2 separate regions of the Hordeum vulgare genome follow, and region 1 is linked to region 2. A link is a contact called in public Hi-C data. All regions are on one chromosome and are shown on one strand. The core of a region is the stretch at or near the end of the contact, and the rest is flanking DNA. Distances in the headings are between cores, read along the strand shown. Region 1 holds the start of LOC123444141. Region 2 holds the start of LOC123444140 (guanine nucleotide-binding protein subunit beta-like protein A).

Evidence for each region. A called contact is a pair of places that touch in the nucleus more often than the background predicts.
Region 1: a contact with region 2 is called in a Hi-C map of seedling, with 4 times the contacts expected there. The contact joins the promoter of LOC123444141 here to the promoter of LOC123444140 in region 2. A contact is called at or near these places in 3 of 6 Hi-C or Micro-C datasets (leaf and seedling) and 1 of 1 datasets of contacts at active chromatin or transcription factors (embryo).

Annotation. Positions count from the first base shown.
Region 1 is chr3H:439,426,374-439,430,085 of MorexV3_pseudomolecules_assembly, forward strand. LOC123444141 reads left to right here and starts at 1,288. Exons shown (of 4, transcript XM_045120762.1): 1 at 1,288-1,864; 2 at 2,822-3,712. The coding sequence starts at 2,824.
Region 2 is chr3H:439,195,791-439,199,213 of MorexV3_pseudomolecules_assembly, forward strand. It overlaps LOC123444140 (guanine nucleotide-binding protein subunit beta-like protein A), which reads left to right and starts at 1,716. Exons shown (of 2, transcript XM_045120760.1): 1 at 1,716-2,680; 2 at 3,326-3,423. The coding sequence starts at 1,796. It overlaps LOC123444138, which reads right to left and starts at 1,005. Exons shown (of 8, transcript XM_045120759.1): 1 at 1-1,005.

The DNA.
Region 1 (3,712 bases), core at 38-2,537, 230 kb after region 2:
AGCAGCGCCGCCGTGGCGTGCGCCAAGTGCAGCCAGGAGGCCCTCCGCCGCCCCCGCCTGTCGTCAGCGACGAGGACCAGGAGGCTGAGACCGCCTACCACGCGGCGCTTGTTGGTGTCCTCCGCGACAGCGAGGAAGAAACTCGGCGCGCGGTCAAAGAGGAGGAGGCGTACCAGCGGCAGCTCGCGGAGGCCATGGCACTGTCGGCCGCCGCCGACTGCGTTGTGCCACCTCCGCCAGAGCCGGAGCCCGAGCCTGAGCCCGCGCTACCACGACAAGTCTACTAGTGGATCGACGTCGTCCAGGAGTTCGTCAGCACGCCGCCCATCTGGCTGGGCGTGCCCCCGTTGCAGGAGCAGGCCTACCTCGAGCATTGGAGGTCGGTGCACCTGCACGCGGAGCGCGGCGAAGGCGTGCGGCTCATGGAGCAGGAGAAGGAGGAGGAGGAGGAGCGACAAGAGGCGGCGGAGGAGGAGCGTGCTCGTGCTGCTGCGCTGCCACCGCCACCACCGCAGCCCGTGCCGGCAGGGCAGACAACAGAGGCGCACGCAGCTGCGCTCTGGAACTCGGCGTTCGCCTGGGTCGGCCCTGCGCCAACGCTGGTCGACCTCACCGGCCCCGACGACGATGACGACGACGCCTAGGGCTGCATGGACGCAGTTTTAGGTTTTTTTATTTTAATTTAATGTAATGCGGACACGACGCGTGGACTATCGCCGGCCTTCGTGGCCGGTTTTTAATGTTTAATTATGCTTTATGTTTGTTTTTCGCCGGCAAAAAATGGGTCCGGCCAGCGTTGGGCGCACGAGCCGACCCAATTATGGAAGTGGACGTTAGTGTTCGCCTGGCCGACCCAAACGGACAAAAAACGGACGAAATCGCTGTCCGTTTGGGTCGGCCTGTTGAAATTGCCCTAAGCGTCGACCCAATTACAAAAACGAACCGACCCGACCTAAACGGATAAAATACGAACATAGCACGCGTCTGTTTGAGTCGGTTGGTTAGAGTTGCTCTTACCTCCGTCCCAAAATAAGTGTCTTAAGCTTAGTACAAATTTGTACTAGAGCTAGTACAAAGTTGAGATAGTTATTTTGGGACAGAGGGAGTATTTGTTAGGTTGGATTGTAGATGTTTTTAGTGACGATTTGGCCAGGTGGCCGGGACGGGTGGCAGCATCCGACAGACTGGAAGATATATATATTGAATGAATAGTACTCCTATAGATTGGACAGAGTACGTGGCACCCATAAATATCGCCGGCACGGAGCTGCAGAAAAAGCGCAAAGCGCGCCGAGATATTTTGGTTGACTGGCTGGATCCAAAAAAGAAAGCATCCATCTGCCAGTGTTTACATGGCCGAGAAGCTGCTACGTCACCCAGGCTGCTCCACCGTCCTCCCCGCTCCACTCCTCTCCCCGCCCTCCTAAGCCTTTAATGGCGACAAGACGCGGCCGTATAAGCGCCAACCAACCACAGTTTCTTCTCCCTAATCCTGCGCGACGGAGAGAGAGGGGGAGGAATCATTCCCCGCGGCCGCCCCCCGCGGAAAGCCTCGCCGCGCGCCCACACGTTTTTATTCCGCGATTGGGACGGCGATGCGCGGAGCGGGAAAGGAGTGGCGGGGCTGAGCTCTCGCTGGCTGTGGCGCAAGTGGATTCACGGACAGGTGCCGCCGCCCGCCGCCGCTAGTTGCTAATTTGTGGTCTTTTAAGCCTTTCGGAGTAGTTCTGGACCAGAGGAGCCCCGAGCGAACGGCTCAGGTTCTTGGCCGGACTGTTCTTGCCGGAGCTTGGCGGTTCCTGAACTCGCGGCTGAGGCACTCTGATCTGATTCTGCCGGAGGAAGGAGGCGAGCGGTCGCTGAGGTAATTCAGAATTTCCCTGTTCCCTCTTGAATGGCTACTTGTTCTTATTTGCAGTAGATTTACTTAGTCATGCTGTCGGTCCAAGCTTCGGGGTTGCTTTAAAGTTATGGCAATTAACTGTGCCCCTTTCCATGGTTATCCTTTCCCCTGTGCCCTCCATAATTCTTCTAAGTGTGCATCTCACTGAGCTCTGTCATGCCTCTGTATTTTCGTGACTTCTATCCTCTGTTGTTTGCCGCATTGTTGCCTTCATGATAGACCCCGCTAAAAGAAAAGCCTGTCGTTTAGATGCTATTGTATTATTTATTTAGTCATAGATTCATTCACTTACGCCTGTTAATGCTCTTAGCACGTGCGTCGTTAGAAGTATGAACTGCGTTCATGCTTGTATTTTTTCTAGACCTTGCTTTGGAAGTCGGGAGGTAAGTATGTAGGGCAAAGTACCAATATTGTGCAAAGTGACATGAACAGTTTCAGAAGGAAAAGAAAATAAGTTAAGGAGTCTGAACAAGTTTAATGACCTGACAGTCCAACTTCATAGAATGGGATGAAAAGACTATCAAAATGACTTTGGTAAGACCGTCAAAGTTTTATATTTTACCAGTCTTGTCCTTACCATTTGGTACCAATCTATAACATGCTGTAGAACATGAAGTTCTTTTATTTTAATAAATTGATGGTACTTTGCATAATTTGTGATAAATGGGTGATTTGAAATTTGAACTACCTACCCTATGTTTCGCCTTTGTGCAAAATGTGCAAATTCACATATACGTGTTTCGATTTATGTAAATTTTAACAGCTATTGTCGTCCTCCAGCTCTTTCTTTCTTTTCTTCTTTATACTAGTTTCATTTGGCCTAGACAGGTATATCACACCACAAAATGACTTATGTCCATTTTTTCCCTGTTTGCTGCAGAAGTTTTAGGCAATTTTCTTAAACTGAACTGCATACAGTCATGTCAGGTGGTGCTTCCAAAAGATTTGGTGAGAATGAAGACTTTGAACTTCTGCTGAGCAAAAGTGATATCAGAGAATCATCTTACCGCAAACACTCCCTGTGGATGGCACACTGGACAAGAGATGGCCACAGTGCAGAACCTCAAAATAGCAAGAGCTGTAGTCCGTTTGAGGAGATCGATGATGTCGGATATTCAAAAGATTGTGGGAATTTACCTTTTGAGCTCATGAAAGCTAGGATGGCTGAAAGGTTGATGGCTGGAGTGAGCCATGGAGGTGCATCTTCCGGGAATACACAGCAATTCAGTTCTAATATGTGGGGTATAGCACATGATGTTTGCCAAGAAGTTCAATGCAAGAATACTGATCAGTTTAATAGGCCTTTCGAAAGATCTATGGTACAGAAAAATCTGAACGTATATGCTGCTAAGACAGTGATATCAGAAAGATTTTCTGTACATAAGCCTTCAGATTTATCTGTGGATTCTCGTAAACCTTTGAGCTCTGACAATCTGAGTTCAGAATGGAGTCATTTTCCTATGTTTGCAATCAATAGGAAAATTGACAGTATACTCAACCCAAGACGGTCTGCTCTTTCTGCTTCATCTGATAAGATTTTTGTCCCACAAAATAATTTGAAGGCGAATATATCTGCATCTAATACAATGGCATTTTCATCAAAGGAATATCAGTTCCACACACACCAAGTAACTGATGAGAATATGATTCACTGCAAATCTGCAGGAGTCATCCAACCTTGTCAAGATGATCGTCTCGGTCTCAATTCTGACCATGCAGGAAGTAAACTGAAAGGACATTTGTCAATTGAAGAATCGTGCTCTTGCAGTAAGGATGAAACCAACTCCCTTGGTAGCCCATCAAAAGGGT
Region 2 (3,423 bases), core at 466-2,965:
GTGGCCCGCTGCTACTGGCCTCCGTCGCGTTTATCTGGCCGTGGGGATCACCTGGTTGCCGCCTCGCGATTCGCGCCGCGGATCTTCACAGGGCGTCCCGTGCCGCCGGTAACTGACTACTGTTGGGCAGTCCTACAAGACAGGGGTGGTTGTCTGCTCCCTTGGGTCCGGGATAGATATGCCTTATCTGTGAAATGAAAGGTTCCTTTTTACCTTGTCCGCCGCTGTGTATATGGTGGCCTGTTGATTAGTTTCCTCATTATAGTACTATAGGATAAACGGATTGGAACCGAATTTGTTTCCATAAATGGAGAAGGAAGGTAGCTAACCCGACCCAACCCAGAGATGCTCTGAAAAGGTACCTGGGAGTTGGCATGATTGTTGGGAAACCGATCCTGCCTTTGCTGCCAACGCCACCAAATTTCATGGGGGGTGCAAACTCGATCCCGTTCATGGTTCATCCATTGGCGAGCATGTTTGCAAGATTCACGGCCCTCCCTGGTAACTGTGCACTTACCCGCCCTGCTGCGGTGCAATCATTCAGGGAACCAACGGCCGGGAGCCGCTGTGAAACGTTCCCCCCTCCCCCTTTTTTTGAGGATTACTCCCTTGCGCTGCCATCCCGCCACGGCAACGAGTGATTACTTGGTTGATTAGAGCGGAGAAGAGCTGACAACTGGAAGTGATTACTTGATTTGGACCCGTTTCTGTCTCTGTGCTCATCAAACGCCTATCTGGTTCCTGCCTGAATCGTGATCCGTCTCCGAATGTCTTGGCACATCGACGTGGACAGCGCAGAGCACAAGGCCGGTTACTTCGATTCGATTCATGGGGCTCTTTCTTCGGAAAGACGGATCCTTTTTCCACGCTGCCTTTTCCGAGTCGCAGGATTGCAAAAACAACGGGGGATGTCCGATTGGACTCGACATGATTTTCTCTGCACCATAGAAAACCAAGGAGGCCGCTTTTTTTGTGTGCCATTTTTATATTACATGGCAATTTTCGCTGCAGATCCTAACAAATCCCTTACAACAGCATGCCAATTTTATCTGTTTTTGCATGGCAATTCTAGGCGTTCGCTGAGAATCCAACGTCATTTAAGAAAAAACAAATGATTTTTTAAAGATGCTTAAGTGAATTAACCTATGTATTGTAGTGCAATGAATCCCTTAAAAAAATTTGGTATATTATTATTCAATTGTACGAATCAAATAACAAACATAGTAAAACTCCTTAAGGATTCTAATTCTTCAAAATTTATATGAAAATCCTTCTAATAAAAAATGCTCTTAGTCGATAGGAGTAGCTGCAAATACAAATACGTCATGACATGATCCTTTTCTTGAATCATCTTATGCTCGAATTTTCTTGTGGTGGTCACCTAAATGTTTCACACAAGCAAAAGTATACAAGCAAAGCATTTTCCTGCCCTAGGCAGAGGACCAAAGCATTTCTTGCATTTTTCCCTCAGCAGCGATGATTAGGCCCATGGGGCAGAAAAGAGAGAGGAGGATGGTAAGCTATAGGCCCATGCGCAAGTGGATCCGCAGCAGCATTTGTAATGGGCCTGTTGTGTTTCAGCCCATAGACGCTTTCGTCGTCATCGGACGGCCACGATTTCTGCTGAACTGAGCAGAGAGTGCTAGCAATGCACGAAAACCCTAGCGTCTCACGCCCGCCCCCACTATAAAGTCTTCCTCCTCCCTCTCCGCCCGCTTTCCTTCTCATCTCTAGCCTGCGCCGCCGCCTCCACCGCACCCCCCGAAAACCCTAGCGCTCGCTTCGCCACACCACCATGGCCGGCGCGCAGGAGTCCCTCGTGTACGCCGGTGTGATGCGTGGCCACAACGACGTGGTCACGGCCATCGCGACACCCATCGACAACTCGCCCTTCATCGTCTCCTCTTCCCGCGACAAGTCGCTGCTCGTCTGGGACCTCACCAACCCCATCCAGGCCACCCAGGACACCAGCTCCGAGTACGGCGTCCCCTTCCGCCGCCTCACAGGCCACGGCCACTTTGTCCAGGACGTCGTCCTCAGCTCCGACGGCCAGTTCGCGCTCTCCGGATCCTGGGACGGCGAGCTCCGCCTCTGGGACCTCTCCACCGGGGTCACCACCCGCCGCTTCGTCGGCCACGAGAAGGACGTCCTCTCCGTCGCCTTCTCTATTGACAACCGACAGATCGTCTCCGCGTCCCGCGACCGCACCATCAAGCTGTGGAACACCCTCGGTGAGTGCAAGTACACCATCGGCGGTGACCTTGGAGGCGGCGAGGGCCACACCGGCTGGGTGTCCTGCGTCCGTTTCTCCCCCAACAACTTCGCCCCGACCATCGTCTCGGGCTCATGGGACCGCTCCGTCAAGGTCTGGAACCTCACCAACTGCAAGCTCCGCTGCACTCTTGATGGCCATGGTGGGTATGTTAGTGCCGTTGCGGTCAGCCCAGACGGTTCACTCTGCGCCTCTGGTGGCAAGGATGGCGTCACTTTGCTGTGGGATTTGACCGAGGGCAAGAGACTCTACTCGCTGGATGCGGGATCCATTATCAACTCACTTTGTTTCTCGCCGAACCGCTACTGGCTCTGCGCGGCGACACAGGATTCCATCAAGATCTGGGATCTTGAGTCAAAGCACATCGTGCAGGACCTTAGGCCCGAGGTCCCAGTCTCCAGCAAACAGGTTTATTTCCAATTCCCACTACCAGTCCGTTGTTTCATATTTCTCTGATTGTTTACTATTGTTTAGTTCCTTGTGGCTACGTAGATCTGTTGCATTTTGTGTTCTGTATGTATTGTGGTAATCAAATTGATGATTTACAATGTGCTAGCTTCATGTTGGAATTATATTTTAGCATAGGTTCTGAACATTACCAGTGATGTTTTTAGTTCATCACATTATGTAATGTAGCTGAAATCTTGCAAAGTTGTGCTATTGTGCACTGTAATTTAGAACTAGTTGATTTAAGTTGGCAATGATAAAGACTTATTGCGAGCATGTAATTAGATAGCAATCTATCTGTTATATCCAGTTATATTATCAGCACATGTTTACCAGTACCATTTTTGTGTGTTCAGTAGATTGTACTATTAACATATATTGCAGTACTTGTTCATGGAATGTGTAGAGATCTACTCGTTCTGTATATTATTTGTTATATCTTTGTATGAAATATATTTTTGTTCATCTTCCATGGAGCCTCCTAGCCCTAGTATCAAGTGAGAATATATAGGAAGCACCAGCATTTGCTGTGCAGTTGCTCTAATGCATAGCTAAATCTATTGTGCGCTGAGTGGTTTCTTACCATGGTCCATATTGTTTGCACAGATGCTCTACTGCACTTGCTTGAGCTGGAGCGCGGATGGCAGCACTCTCTATGCTGGTTACACTGATGGAACCATTCGCATCTACAAGATCTCTGGGTT